Regions from separate parts of the Mus musculus genome. Here all the other regions are linked to region 4. The links are chromatin contacts, called in public HiChIP or PLAC-seq, Micro-C and promoter capture Hi-C maps. All regions are on one chromosome and are shown on one strand. Each heading gives the region's core, a stretch centred on a gene start, on an enhancer-like site or on the middle of the called end of the contact. The rest is flanking DNA. Distances are from core to core; before and after follow the strand shown. Region 1 has its middle 19 kb from the start of Cyp1b1. Region 2 overlaps Arhgef33 (Rho guanine nucleotide exchange factor (GEF) 33). Region 3 holds the start of Rmdn2 (regulator of microtubule dynamics 2). Region 4 holds the start of Hnrnpll (heterogeneous nuclear ribonucleoprotein L-like). Region 5 overlaps Rmdn2 (regulator of microtubule dynamics 2).

Region 1 (2,709 bases), core at 26-2,525, 370 kb after region 4:
TTAGTAACAGATAGATAAAGCAATTAGAGACTCAGTGTTGATACAGAAGAGCACAGCTGTTCTAGCAATGCTCTGGGTCTAGTTGACGTTTGTGGGCCACTCTACACAATACAGCACAGTACACTTTCCACATGGAACATTCACCAAGAGAGGCCACACTCCAGGTAAAAAAATTATACAATTTAAAAATTATAAAAGAAAACTATACAATATAGGCTCAGCCTACAGGATAATCAAGAGAACGATAGCTAAAACAAAATGAAACAAAACAAAACAAAACAACAGAACCAAAACCCAAAGCCCCCCAAAACAAAACTCTAAAGGAGAGTCATCATGTAAAATATTTTGCTATGAGCAAGTGGAGGAAACCCTATTGGGGTATCATTGTTCTGCGGTGCTAAGAGGTAACACTGTGGCCCCCAGCCGGGGAGTCTATGATCAAGTCTGACTAGACCAAGGCATCTCTGCCCCTCCCCATCACCAGCATCTGCCAGTTCCAAGCCCATGTTTGTGATACATGCTTTTTATAATCAGCCCACTTTCTAGGCCGATTCCCTGGTGCCTGCTCTGTGGCAGATTTTATTCTGGATGCTTTGGATGCAAAGCACTGGAGAGCTGTTTCCCATGTGGCTATTGTCTACCTCAGAAGATAAAAGAACACAACCTGGTCCCAAATGCTGAGGTACTTGCTAAAAGGCACAGCCAACTCCAACGGTTGGGATGAAGACAGAGGTAACCAGCCATGAACCATATAGGAGACATTTCAGAGTTACCCAGAAAAGATCTCACTCCACAACGAATATCAAGTTTCCCTTTGGCCCTCTCCCCTAAACACAAAGATAACTAAATCAGCAACACTCAGCTTATTAGATTGTTGGGAAAACCCAAAAACACCCTAAAGAGAGCAAAGTCCAAGTGTTGTACACAGGAAAAATCACACTGAGCAGAATCTGCTCTGGGCTGGAGCCCTTGTGTCTCGGAGACCCTGGGTTGGCCTCCTCCAAGAGCTCCTATGTCCAAGGCAGAGGCCAGCCAGTGGAAAGTCCCTGTCCAGGCTTCAGATTTCTGTGGGCTAAAATGGAGGCTTCCAAAGTCTAGATGGACAAAGAATGGGAGAAAGGGAAGGGAGAAATGAGGAGACTTAAGTGTTGTTGAAAATTGGGAAGGCGGGTACTGACGAGGGTCCTGAGGGCCAGGCCTGTGAGTAAAGAGAGCGAATGCCAGGTTCCACAGGTCCTGCCAGGCCTACAGACTCTGCCAAGCACTGCACACTCATCTCCACAGTTTTCTCTCACCAGCTCATGCCAAATTATCAGCTCACGACTCTTGGCGTTGGTGGTCTCTAGCTCTGGCAGTTAGCGTGACTTGTCTAACCTCAATTTGTTTTTAATCATCTAGACAATGGGATCATAGCCCATGGGGATTAGAAGAGCCAGAGTGTACAAAGTACTATTGGGAGTTCCTCATAGCTGATGGGAAGCTGAGAGTTCACACTAAAAAGTGTTCTGAGACTCTGTGATAAACTGATATCAACTTACCAGCTAGGGAGTGTGCAGCCCGTTCCCTGGGCATCGGTGAGAGAGAGTTGATGGGCAGCTCTTTTCCTGAGCCTTGCATGAAGCCCTGTAGTGTTACCAAGCCCTTCTGAGATCCTGGGCAGGGAGCCCGTTACTGAGTGTTGGTGTGTGAGACTGAGCAGAGGGCTCCTCTCCTGAGCCTTGCATGGGGGCCCTGTGGTGTTACCAAGCCCTTCTGAGACACTGGGCAGGGAGCCCGTTGCTGACTGTTTCTGAAGACATCTATTAAACAAGCAAGATCTGGGGGAACAGTCAATGTGTTTTGCTAAGTTCTTATTTGTGAGTCACTTGAGCAGGGAATCAGGGGTGTGGACATAGAAAGCAAGTGTGGGGGGGCATCTGTGGATGGTATAGGGAACCAGAGGAATGTGTGTCCCCCTGGGAGAAACGCTGGGAAGATCTAACCCATTTCAAGGTGCCAATTATGCTATGCACATCTACTTATCCCTTTAACAAAATCATTCATGGTGGAGGTTTGGATCCCCTTGTTTAGAGAGCTTACAAGTCTCCTATCCAAGTTCGTGCAGGCATCACGTACGAGGTCTGGATTTGAATCAGGCTCCAATGTAATGTGCTTCTTTCTCTTCTATACCATGCTGCCTTTCCCCGAAAGCCCATATTTCTAGATCGATGTACTCTAGTGATAAAGGAGACTTGTTCTTATGTTCTATGCTCTTGATCCTTACTCCCCAGCCCAAAATAGACAAACCCTAGGCAGGCTTGGTTATCCTTGAACCCGTCAGTTCAGTACCATTCTCAGTGGGCTGCTTATCTCAGTAGACTTCAGCAGAGAACCCTGTGATTGCCAGCCAGCTCAGTACTGCTCACCCCGTCCCTATTTTCCCTAGCAGGAACCTAAGAATTTGTTTCCTCTGGTGTTACCAGACCCGCTAATGCAGCAGCTCTCAACCTTCCCAACACTACAACCCTTAAATACAATCACTCACATTTGGTGACCTACCCTCCAACCATAAAATTATTTTTGGTGATACTTCATAACTGTAATTTTTCTACTGGTATGAATAATGATGTAAATCTCTGTGTTTTAGGCCACCCCTGTGAAAGAGTCTTTTGAGCCCCCAGAGGGGTTGAGAATCAACGGTATTCCACATGTCAGCGCAAGAGAGCAGGG
Region 2 (2,700 bases), core at 43-2,542, 290 kb before region 4:
TTGCAGGGTTGAATATTTGCTTGGGGTGATTTACACACCCTTAACAGCTCAATCGCAGAACACCAAGAACCGGAAGCATTTCGCCCAAACAATGTAACCATAAGCTGTTTCCCAGGCTCAGACAACTATGATCCCCATAACATACCAATGAAGACGGCAACTATTTATTGGGCACACTGACTTGTTTCTGCCCAACTATTTATTGGGCACACTGACTTGTTTCTACCCAACTATTTATTGGGCACACTGACTTGTTTCTGCCTGTCAGAAGCACTGACTAACTTTTTTTTCAACTACCCAAGTAAATAACAGCAACACTGGAGAACCTATCGGAAGTTTTAAAACAAAGGAAAATCACTGCTGTCGCAATCCTTAAAACAACAATCCCTCTCTTTCTAGTTATCAATTTACATGTCTTTACATCGAAAATCAAGCTATGTACACATTGCATATCATTTTGATTTCATGTCATATCATGTTAAATATATTTTCCCATGAAATGCTACCATCCATTTTTATACTAACCATTTTTTCCATCTGCATATGTGTTTGTATGTTTGCATACATGTGAACACATATATGTAGATACGTGTTCATGCATGTGGAGGCCTGGAGTTGAGGTTGTAAGTTATCCTCCATTACTTTCTACTCATGCCATCGAGGCAGGGTCTTTCAATCAAACCCAAAGCTCACCAATACGACTAGTTCACAGGCTGGCTTACATCGTGACAGCTACGTGGGCTAAAGATCCAAGCTCTGTTGCTTTTACAGATTTGTGGTGAGTGTTTTGGGATTTTTGTTTGTTTTGTTTTGTTGTTGTTTGCGTGTGTGTGTGTGCGTGTGTGTGTGTGTGTGTGTGTGTGTGTGTCTACACATACCCATTCACCTACAGAGGCCAGAGAAGGGTGTTGGATCCCCTGGAGCTGGAGTCGAAGGCGTCTGTGAACTGCCTGATGAGGTTCTGGGAACTAAACTCTGGTCCTCTGCAAAAGCAGCCAGTGTTCTTGACTATCAAGCCATTTCTCCAGCCCCAGTATTAACCAGGACTATATGGCTTCATCCCTTCCAGCCCAGGCCGCTCTGTGCTGCTCAGGAGCCCACTCCTTATGTGCGAATAGCTGGAAGTTTTCTCAGGGCTTCTGTGGCAGGGCCATTGCTTATGGGTTTGCCCTGAATGGATCTTTTTTAAGATACTCACTTGGCTTTGACCTTTCGAGATTCTCTTCTCTTCTCCTGCTGCAGCTGTTCGATTTTCTGCTGCATTTCTTCTTGCTTGGAAGTGATGGCCTGAATCATGGACATTGCATTGCTCAGCTCTTCCTACAATGCAATAATTGCTGCATTTTACACTGGCTCATGGGGTAAGAGAACACAACAGCCGGTCTCCCATAAGCCTTTACCTAGCTGCATGCTTTTGAGTGAACGGGGAATGAGAGGTGAAGTATGCTTTCATTGTGGTTTCTAATTTCAACACAGAGCTCAGCAACTGCAAACCGTGCAGTAGCTATTGTTCTGTGATAACTAACAGATGACTCAGAGGGAACGTTCTTACCCTCGGCTGCTGTAAGAAAAGGCAAATTTCCTGCTTCTGGTACTGGGACCAACATACTCTTTTCATCAGGGAAATAAGAGAGGCTCCCACCTTGAAGTAGTTTAATGAATTCTTCATCTCCGTGACTTTCTCTTCCATTGAACATCGGCAGCTCTTGACCTTCTCTTCCAAAGCGTATTCTCCATGTTGGATCCGTGTCAGCTCCTGCATTGCTTCTGTGAAGCCCGTTTTCAGTTCCGAGGCCAGGGCCTGCAGCTGAACAGTTTGGGAAGAGTGAACTTGGCTCGCTCTAAGTTTTTATAAGAGGCACCAGTGACCCCCCCCCCCCCGACCTCTTCCTTTTCTGAGAACACAAGCTCTTGAAAACTCTCGTGGGCTTTGTTTACCCAAATCTGGAATCTTTTAGATGACTCTGCCCCTATTCGTCCAGGGCAGAGGTCACCTCTGCTGTGTGCACTGAAGCTTGACCAGCAACAATAGAGCACGCGGTTTGTTCAGGTCCTCGTGCATGCTGCCGTTACTAAAGAGCCCTTGACACAAGACTGAGGCTGAAACCAGGAGGTGATGACCCATACCATTAATCCAGCTTAAGACAAAGGCAGAATCTCCGACTTCAAGGCCAGCCTGGTCTACAGAGAGTCCCCAGACAGAGAGAGAAAGAGAGAGAGAGAGAGAGAGAGAGAGAGAGAGAGAGAGAGAGCCCGGCTTACTAGGAAACTAAAGCATGTAAATGAAGACAGTTCTGATCCAGCACTTGAATTCTGTGAGAGAAGTGACGAGCCAGTCTCTAATTATCATCAGAATATAAAGAAATTCTGTACTTTTCCCCTAAAGAAGTGAAAAATAAAAATAAGAGGGGGGGCTGAAGAGCTGGCCTAGCGGTTAAGAGCACTGGAAGCTCTTCCAGGGGACTCCAGTTCAGTTCCTAGCACCCAAGCCAAGCGGCTCACATCACCTGTAATGCCAGCCCCAGGGGAGTCAACACCTTCTGACCCTCAAACGCAGTTGCACACACGCATGCACATACAATCATACATACAATCATACAAACGTGCATACATGCAAACAATCAAAATATTAAAAATAAATATTTTTAAATAGGAGAATAAATAAATATTAGTAAGAATTTCTTTGGAAAGAAAAAAGGT
Region 3 (2,700 bases), core at 63-2,562, 450 kb after region 4:
GAAATATGACACGGATGAACAAGGAAAACTATAAAAGTTGGAAATCAGAATCTGCTTGCCTACGGTGTACTTTAAAAGGTTGTATAAAATTACTTAAATTGTTTTTAGACTCTTGACTATAGTAGTATACTCTTGTCCTGAGTACAGATAAGGCAACTAAAATTTATTGAGCAGACTTTACAACTCATTTTAAGATGCAAGTTTGCATTTTGGAAGCAAAACATTATTAGTTTACAAACTTCCAGTTATAAATCACTTACGATGAAAAAGGATAGCTATTATGTTTGCATAAATGACCTAAAATTAATACAGTACACAACCAAAGGTTATTAGCAGCGAGTCACCTAGTGAAACAATGAAATGTTGACTTCCAAGGGAACTAGGACACACAATGCTTTTAAAAGAAAACATTGCGTTCATGTCTTAGTTTTACCTCTAGACATTAATGTTCTTAAAGTAACTTGAATGTTTAGAACGAGCTCCTAAGAAACATTCATACGAATTCATCAGCTGGTCCTTGGGATAAGGGGAAGGCATAAAGAGCTCGAACCCATAAACAAGAGGAACGAAAACGACCAAGAGGGTCAAGCAACATGCCTTACAAATCAGCTTTAAGTTTCAAGCTTCGGAAGGCAACATTCGGACGGAGTTCTTGGGGCTATCATGTATTCAGCGATGCAAGTACTTTACCATTGAATTCTAACACTCCATCAGACTTTCATGCATTTCCTCATCTATAATTTAAATTTGGAGCCTTTTAGTATTCAACTTATTTGCAAATGTTAGTAGTAGTGCTGTTAGTCTAGTTTCCATGTTTGTATAAAAAAGGGCAGACAATCAAAATTTTTTTCTTTTTTAGTTGGGGGGCACGCAAAGAGAACAAGGTTGGCGCGAGCCTGAGGCAGGAGCAGAGGCGCGGTGCCCGCCTCCGGTGGTCGCCTGGGCTCGGGGGTCAGGAAGCCACCTCTCCAGGGCGCAGGCTCCTCTAGGATGGTGCCAGGAGTGCCCGCAGCCCCAGGTCACCAGGCGGCAGGCCGCGACCCGGAAGTGGAGCAGCCGCCGGAAGTGCCGCCGCCTTCTTCCACACGCCCCACCGCCCGTCGGACCCGGGCTGCCGAGCCCAGCCCGCCCAGGTACCCCTTCCCTGGCTAGGTACGCACCCGGAGTCGTTGCGCAGGCTTCTCTGGGGCTGGAGCCAGGGAACCGGGACCCGCGGGCGAGCGGGCGAGCCAGGAGAGGATGGCCGAGTGGAACCCTGTGCAGCCTGCGGGTCCCAAGGTCCTGCGTGGTGGCCTTCGTGTCTGACCCAGATAACGGAGGCGCCGGGGGAGGAGCCGCTAGCGGCCCGGGGCTCCCGCCTCCTCCGGCCGCCAGCACTGCTCAGCCCCGGGCTCCGGGCCTGCTTCTCTCGACCCGGAAAGCTGAGCCCCGCAGAGCGCCCCGCAGGCCGCCTCGGAGGCAACTGCCCCCCTCCACCCGGCGCATCCACTGGGCCATCCCTGCCACCGATGGCTTCCAAGGCCTCCCCGCCCTTAGCTCACCTCCACCCCCACGGCACAACTTTTAACCTTCCTTCAGTCAAACGCAGACTTCTTGCACCATCATCTGGTTTTCCTGACTTCAACTCACTTTGATGTTCTATGAACCAAATTCCCAGCCTCTTTGTCCCCTGCTGTTTTGAGTTGCTTTCAGTTCAAAACCAGTCTTCTTGGATTCAGGTGGCTGGTGTTGAAGGTTTGCACAGCATCACGCTCTGCAGATTGTGTAATGATAATTCTGTCAAACTTTTAAAAAACTGCTTAAATGCCCCTCTGTAAAGCTCTCACTTGGAGCATGGTTGACTTAAACTTTTGACTTGATGAGAACAGTCTTTTGGGGGGAGGGTCAATATAGGGTTTCTCTATATAGCCCTGGTTGTCCTGGAACTCACTCTGTAGACAAGGCTGGCCTGGAACTCAGAAATCCGCCTGCCTCTGCCTCCCAAGTGCTGGGACTAAAGGCGTGCGTCACCACTGCCCGGCTGAGAACAGTCTTAATTACTAAAGTTCCCATCAATGAACTGAATAGAATTAAAAATGGATGCACCCCTGTTTATCAAAAACATAAGAACCAAACCGCTGTAAAAAGAATCAGGGTTGATTGATTGTACAATATACTATTCTTTACTGAAGGAAATTGAAGAAAACAATTTCACATTATAGAATTTTTACTTCCTAGTGTGAAATCAAGTTTATTACAACCTAGCTTCTGCCATTTTACTAAAAGCACAGCATGCTGGAGCTGGAGACATGGCCCAGCACACCCTCACAGGACCGGTCTCTAGTCATTCTCCTCTGTAAACAAACCACCCGGCATCTCTTCTTACATGGTGTTCCTTTCATACTGGGTTATACTAGTCTTGGTAAATCCACCAACCTTGATCTCTTTCCCTTGAGAAGCTATTGGACACATTCCTTGTCCCTCGGGGTTCATTTGTGCTTTAAAAGTTTATGCACGAGGGCTGGTGAGATGGCTCAGCAGGTAAGAGCACTCGACTGCTCTTCCGAAGGTCCGAAGTTCAAATCCCAGCAACCACATGGTGGCTCACAACCATCCGTAATGAGATCTGACTCCCTCTTCTGGAGTGTCTGAGGACAGCTACAGTGTACTTACATATAATTAAAAAAAAAAAAAGTTTATGCATGAAAGGATAAAGAGTTT
Region 4 (2,839 bases), core at 175-2,674:
GACTGCGGATGCAGTTGCTCTCGCTCAGGACGTTTCCTTATCTGTCCCCAGCTCTGCAATTCCTTCTTTGATATTTCTTCGGTACACGTCAGTCTTATCTTAATTTTAAAGACATATTTCTAATTTTCAGTTCTGCAAGCGGCCTCTCTCTCTCTCTCACACACAGTGGTACAGTTTGCAGAAACGCTTAGATTCCTTAGGATTCTAAAATGACAAGCGACGCAAAGTATAAAGGAGAAAGCAACATATGTTAAAAGAACGATCACACATCTTTCTGGGGGAAGAAATGCCTTTGGGGGAAAAAAAACAGGCTAGAGGAGGGAACAACCCACAACTGGGAAAGGAAGAGGTTCAAAACAAGTGCGCAGAACGAATCTTAGTTTTCCAAGGCTTAAAGTAACAGGGCACTTAGGGCGCGGTGGGTTTCTTGCTAGCTAGACACCATAATTTCAACCCAGTAAGTTGGTCACTGAAATCCATTCGGGGGTGGATTGGGTTGGGGTGAACTGTACTGGAACTAGATTATAAAAATGAACACAGTACCTGCCCTTAAGCACGTCCAGTTTTGTTTTGTTTTAAAACAACACCTTTAGTTATTCAAAGGCCTTTTGCAAATAGAAACAGCTAAAAACCTTAAAACAGTCTTTAGGCTTCACAGAGGAAGTGAGTTGTGGGCTGGAAACGAACAGGATTGTGAGAGTTTCCTATTTTGGAAAATGAAGACGATCATTCAGAACAGTGAGAATAGGGGTTTTAGAGGAAGGTTGAGAATATGTAACTGCAGCAGGGACTTGGATAGGTATGTCTGCAGCAATAGGTCCGGTTTGCAGGTCACCTATGCCCTGCGCAGACCTGTGTGCATCATCTCGCTGGCTCGCCACAGTCAGTAACAGCTAACGGTTGTTCTGTTTAGTTAGTGGCGCAGAGTCCACGCGCTTTCGGGGGCTGTGTGTGGTTAGGTGCGCGGAGATTCTCCAGGTTTCCCTCATCTTTTTAAAGATTCTCCAGGTCTCCCTCATCTTTTTAAAATGAAGAAGAAAAGCATTCAAATTAGCGGGAAGGCGGTTAACACCCACAGCCCCGACTCTGCCGAACGCATCGCCGGCTCCTCACATTCACCCGGTATCTCAGCGGCGGCCAGGGCCTAACAGCGCTAACCGCCACGGGGCTGCAACCGCTGCGGAACCGCGCGCAGCGGGCGTTGCACGGTCCCGACCGGAGCCCAGCGAGAGTCCAGGCTGGGATTCTGACGAGCAGTTCTTCCAGCCAATTGGAAGCCAGATCGACTTTCGCTCTTCCAATAGGAGGCGGAAGTTCGGCAAGGGGGCGGAAACTCTCGGGCCCTGGATCCCATCCCGCCCGGCGGCAGTCAAGGCGGGGTGGAGGCTCCGCCTGAGCGGCGGGGAGCGGATCAGGGAGGAGGGAAGACCGGAAGCCACGGCCCGGCCCCATCCTTACTTTCGCGTCCCCCCCGGGGCTGGGAGCCGCGAAGCTGGCGGAGGGAGAGGCTGGAGGCTGGCTGAGAGATAAAGGGAAGCGTCCCCTCAGCCCGCGCTCCCTTCTCAGTCACGGGCTCCTGGAGCGCGCCGCGGAGGACGCCGGGCCAGCTCAGACCCGCGCCGAGGAGGCGCAGCCCGCGGCGGGGACCGATCAGCGACATCTGAGGCCCGTCTCCCGCGCCGTCTCCACCGCCGCCGCCATGTCCTCCTCCTCCTCCTCCTCCCCCAAGGAGGAGACGTACGAGGAGGACCGGGAGTTCGAGAGCCAGGCCAAGCGCCTCAAGACCGAGGAGGGAGAGATCGTCTACTCGGCCGAGGAGAGCGAGAATCGCCAGGAAGCGACGCCTCAGGCGGGGAGCGATAGCGACAGCGGCGGCGGCGACGGAGGCGACGGAGACGGAGGCAGCGGCGGCGGCGGCGACGGCGAGGAAGGCGAAGGTGGAGAAGAAGGCGACGAAGGCGACGGCGATGAGGGAGGGAGCGGCGGCGACGAAGGTGGCAGCGGCGGTGGCCCTCGGAGCATGCCCCTGTCCACGGTAACAAAGCGCGGCGCCGCGCCGCGTCCCTCCAGCAGGGCCCGGCGGCGGGGGTTCGGCCTGGCCGCCTTTGCCGCTGCGTGCACGCCGAGCGCGTAGCTGGCGACTCGGACTGATTCTTTCCTTTATTGCCCACGATCCCCGAATCCCGAATGCCGGCTTTGGGTGGGCTTGGGGTGCCGGGCCTCCCGGAGTCCGGGCCCTGAACTTGGGGAGGGTAGCGGGGTGGGGGCGGCGGGGGCGGGCGGGTGTCGCTTCCGCTCCGGGAGGCTGCGCCGCGCGCCCTCGGCGGGATCCGCTCTTTGTTAGTTGAGCAACTCCGGCTCCGAGGCTGTGCTGGGGACCCGGCCTCCCCGACCCGCATCATCCTCACGCTGGGCAACCATAACGGGAAGGCTCTCGTGGCCTCGTCTCCGTGGGAACCGCGATGCAATGACAAATTGCGCCCTCGTGCTCTCCCCGTAGTTTAGCCCTCGCTAGTTTAATATCTTTCTATAGAAAAGGCTTTGTGGGCATGGGGTTCATTCAGGCCAGGCAATGGCCAAGATAAGTTTTCTTGTTACAGAAATGAGTGGGCCGGTGATCTAAGTGTGTGTGTGTGTGTCTGTCCCTGCTGTCAAATAAAAGGCGTTCAGATGACGAGAGTTCTTCATTCATAATGTACTTCAAGTTTGTCCCCCACAGAAGGAAATGAATGCAGAGCTGTGGGAATTCAGTCACACATTCCTCGAGTCCTCCTTTATCAGAAACGTTTAGCTGGAGGCTGGAGGAATGTGGACAGCGCAACCCACAACTTCAGTTCCA
Region 5 (2,700 bases), core at 69-2,568, 410 kb after region 4:
AAATTGCCTGAGTTCATCTGCAGGCAGAATGCTGCCCAAGAAGGACAGACACAAGGAACTCAACTGCCAAGCTCTTCTAAGACAGGATAAACAGGTCCATCATAATTCCTGTTTCACAAAAGGCCTGTCAGATTTTCTGGGCCAGAAGGCTGAAGACGATGCTCCAATGTTTTAGAAAATATTGGGGACTGTCCAGGCAGTCAACAGGCTCTGTCATTTCTATAATTTTTGGAAGCTGTGACCCTGCACTTCCTACATACTAAAGTAATATTTATTCCTTCTCAGGTCTCTGATGGGGTTGGAGACTAGATAGTCATAGTCTTAACATAAGTTTAAGATGTTTAGGATTTAAGAAGATGTACCTGGAGCTGAGACGAAAGGATGGACCATCTAGAGACTGCCATATCCAGGGATCCACCCCATAATCAGCTTCCAAACGCGGACACCATTGCACACACTAGCAAGATTTTATTGAAAGGACCCAGATGTAGCTGTCTCTTGCGAGACTATGCTGGGGCCTAGCAAACACAGAAGTGGATGCTCACAGTCAGCTATTGGATGGATCACAGGGCTCCCAATGGAGGAGCTAGAGAAAGTACCCAAGGAGCTAAAGGGATCTGCAACCCTATAGGTGGAACAACATTATGAACTAACCAGTACCCTGGAGCTCTTGTCTCTAGCTGCATATGTATCAAAAGATGGCCTAGTCTGCCATCACTGGAAAGAGAGGCCCATTGGTCACTCAAACTGTATATGCCCCAGTACAGGGGAATGCCAGGGCCAAAAAAAAATGGGAATGAGTGGGTAGGGAAATGGGGGGGGGAGGGTATGGGGGACTTTTGGGATAGCATTGGAAATGTAATTGAGGAAAATATGTAATAAAAAAAAGAATATTTAGATTCTCCTCCTTAAAAAAAAAAAAAAAAAAAAAAAGATGTACCAAGTCTAAGAAGATGATTTTAGGATGTTAATACAAATTAGGATAGAAAATGATTTAGATCTAAAACTCTAAACTCACCAAGATAGGACAGATGATAGAATCTAAATTGCCAAATATAAACAGATAGGCTTTTAAATTTAACTCTTTCCTAATAATTGTCATTATTGTTTTATAATTGTTCCACTCTAAGTTGTTTATTGTTATTTAGACAAAAGGGGGAAATGCGGAGGTTTGGTGAGTTGCTATGTATTGTAATGCTAAATTCTGAATCCCAAGGTCTAGCTGCCTCAAGATGACTGAATTCTCAGGTATGCAACCTTTTGTATTGCAAACCTTGCTTGTTAATTTAAAACCATTAGTTGATAAAGACGCCTATAGCTGGGCAGGAGAGGTGGGTGGGGCTTCAGTTCCTGGGATTGGGGTCTGAGGAGAGACCAGAGGAGAGGGTGAAGAGGAGGAAGGAGGAAGGCGCCATGGGGCAGGTGAGTCAAGAGTGCATGGCCTGTTGGAGCAGGAGCAGCAAAGGTGGGACATGGCAAGTGAAATCTTGAGGTTACTGACAGAGAAGTAAACAAACTAGCATAAGGGGTTGATAGATGCCCAGCTCTAATGCTTAAAGGCTTATTATAAATATAAAGATTTTGTGTGTGTGTGTGTGTTTTAATTTGGGAACTAAATGATCTAAGGTGAGGTAGAAGCCCCCAAATAATACTTACTGGAGAACTGAACTATGATGGTTAGTCATTGGTCCTTTATACAGTCATTTCTCTAGTGTGGCACTGTCACACTCACGGGTCCCTTCTTGCACCTCTCCTCACCCTTTCTTGCCACACTTCATTTTAGCACTGTTCCCAGAACACTAACATGGTGAGGTAATTTCTTAAGTGTACAATTAAAAGTGATCCTTTTTGCTTTACTTCAGTATTTGAATACATTCCTTCTGTATGAATGAAAATGGTGCCCTCTTCTTCTTGTGACATGGTAAATTTTCTTCTTAAGGATAAATCTCATTTTAACCCCATGCGGCACTCTGGCCGCTAGATCTCCATCCTGTTTTCCTATTTCTCTGTCTCATATATCAACTCATGTTCCAGCTTCATTCTGTCACTGTGACAAATAACCATGACCAAAAGGGACTGAGGAGGACTCATCATAGACTGTCATTGGGGAAAGTCACAGCAGAAACTCAAGCAGGGACTCAGGTGCAAGCCTGTTTGCCATTCCACACACTCCTTCTAAACAAAGAACTTACCCACAGCCAAGGAAGAGCAGCAGAAACCAAACCATGGAGGAATGCCACCTGACGGCTTGTTTGCAGGTCCATGCTTATCTACCTTTCTTCTTCAGTCTGGAACTATCTGCCCAGGGATTGGTCCCACCCACAGTGGGCTGGGCCCTCTTACATCAATTATCAACCAGGACAATCCCCACAGTCATGCTCACAAATCTGATCTAGTAAATCCCTCTGCTGAGATCCCTTCTCAGACAACTCTAAGTTTCATCAGGTTAATACTTAAAGCTGGAAGAACATCTCACTTGAGCTCTCGTTCAATTTAAAAACAGAGTCTAGAGAATTTTACCTGTGGGAACTGTTATCTCCATAAGAAGATTTCCCTACATGAACCTCTAGCTCCTGCTATCGACTCCTCATTTTCTTTATACAAACTTAACACCCTGTAGTCTGAAAACAACTCCCCATTTCTATTTGTCCCTTTAGATATTATTATAGAAATGCATCACCTTCCCAACAAACTCAGAGG

What was found. Promoter capture Hi-C pulls out the DNA fragments that hold promoters and counts their contacts. A called contact is a pair of places that touch in the nucleus more often than the background predicts. HiChIP or PLAC-seq counts read pairs in DNA pulled down with a chosen protein or histone mark.
Region 1: a promoter capture Hi-C map of 3T3-L1-derived adipocytes shows a contact between it and region 4, with 4 times the contacts expected there. The contact joins the enhancer-like site here to the promoter of Hnrnpll in region 4. A contact is called at or near these places in 6 of 39 promoter capture datasets (the 3T3-L1 cell line, 3T3-L1-derived adipocytes, the C10 cell line and 2 more), 1 of 15 datasets of contacts at CTCF or cohesin (the NIH/3T3 cell line) and 6 of 115 datasets of contacts at active chromatin or transcription factors (T-cell acute lymphoblastic leukemia, embryonic limb bud and embryonic stem cells).
Region 2: an H3K27ac HiChIP or PLAC-seq map of stem cell-derived neural progenitor cells shows a contact between it and region 4. The contact joins the enhancer-like site here to the promoter of Hnrnpll in region 4. A contact is called at or near these places in 1 of 39 promoter capture datasets (the C10 cell line) and 5 of 115 datasets of contacts at active chromatin or transcription factors (the SCID.adh cell line, embryonic stem cells and stem cell-derived neural progenitor cells).
Region 3: a Micro-C map of embryonic stem cells shows a contact between it and region 4, with 5 times the contacts expected there. The contact joins the promoter of Rmdn2 here to the promoter of Hnrnpll in region 4. A contact is called at or near these places in 2 of 39 promoter capture datasets (the 3T3-L1 cell line and the C10 cell line), 2 of 484 Hi-C or Micro-C datasets (both in embryonic stem cells) and 1 of 115 datasets of contacts at active chromatin or transcription factors (pancreatic cancer cells).
Region 5: a contact with region 4 is called in an H3K4me3 HiChIP or PLAC-seq map of embryonic stem cells, with 7 times the contacts expected there. The contact joins the enhancer-like site here to the promoter of Hnrnpll in region 4. A contact is called at or near these places in 7 of 39 promoter capture datasets (the 3T3-L1 cell line, 3T3-L1-derived adipocytes, the C10 cell line and 3 more), 1 of 15 datasets of contacts at CTCF or cohesin (the NIH/3T3 cell line) and 6 of 115 datasets of contacts at active chromatin or transcription factors (the NIH/3T3 cell line, the SCID.adh cell line, craniofacial prominence and 3 more).

The regions. Positions count from the first base shown.
Region 1 is chr17:79,694,312-79,697,020 of GRCm38.p6, reverse strand. No RefSeq gene overlaps it. Among named protein-coding and RNA genes, the nearest start is that of Cyp1b1, 19 kb to the left of the region's middle. Within about 2 kb of position 1,275, at least 37 of the 459 cell types and tissues checked have an H3K27ac peak or open chromatin away from gene starts, as enhancers often do. A contact at or near this core is called in 3T3-L1-derived adipocytes and the NIH/3T3 cell line, where this site is marked.
Region 2 is chr17:80,346,228-80,348,927 of GRCm38.p6, reverse strand. Arhgef33 (Rho guanine nucleotide exchange factor (GEF) 33) reads right to left here. Exons shown (of 18, transcript NM_001145452.1): 4 at 1,643-1,807; 5 at 1,199-1,320. Among named protein-coding and RNA genes, the nearest start is that of Gm10190, 26 kb to the left of the region's middle. Within about 2 kb of position 1,292, at least 23 of the 459 cell types and tissues checked have an H3K27ac peak or open chromatin away from gene starts, as enhancers often do.
Region 3 is chr17:79,613,829-79,616,528 of GRCm38.p6, reverse strand. Rmdn2 (regulator of microtubule dynamics 2) reads right to left here and starts at 1,312. Exons shown (of 11, transcript NM_001368314.1): 1 at 1,161-1,312.
Region 4 is chr17:80,060,853-80,063,691 of GRCm38.p6, reverse strand. It overlaps Hnrnpll (heterogeneous nuclear ribonucleoprotein L-like), which reads left to right and starts at 1,424. Exons shown (of 13, transcript NM_144802.4): 1 at 1,424-2,035. The coding sequence starts at 1,700. 4933407O12Rik reads right to left here and starts at 1,470. Exons shown (of 2, transcript XM_006525248.3): 1 at 1,120-1,470; 2 at 230-1,019. The coding sequence starts at 1,452. The coding sequence ends at 894.
Region 5 is chr17:79,652,954-79,655,653 of GRCm38.p6, reverse strand. The region is part of intron 4 of Rmdn2 (regulator of microtubule dynamics 2); the gene reads right to left. It overlaps Gm33006 (a long non-coding RNA gene), which reads left to right. Exons shown (of 4, transcript XR_876982.2): 2 at 1-94; 3 at 2,658-2,700. Among named protein-coding and RNA genes, the nearest start is that of Gm33006, 14 kb to the left of the region's middle. Within about 2 kb of position 1,318, at least 10 of the 459 cell types and tissues checked have an H3K27ac peak or open chromatin away from gene starts, as enhancers often do. A contact at or near this core is called in embryonic stem cells and epiblast stem cells, where this site is marked.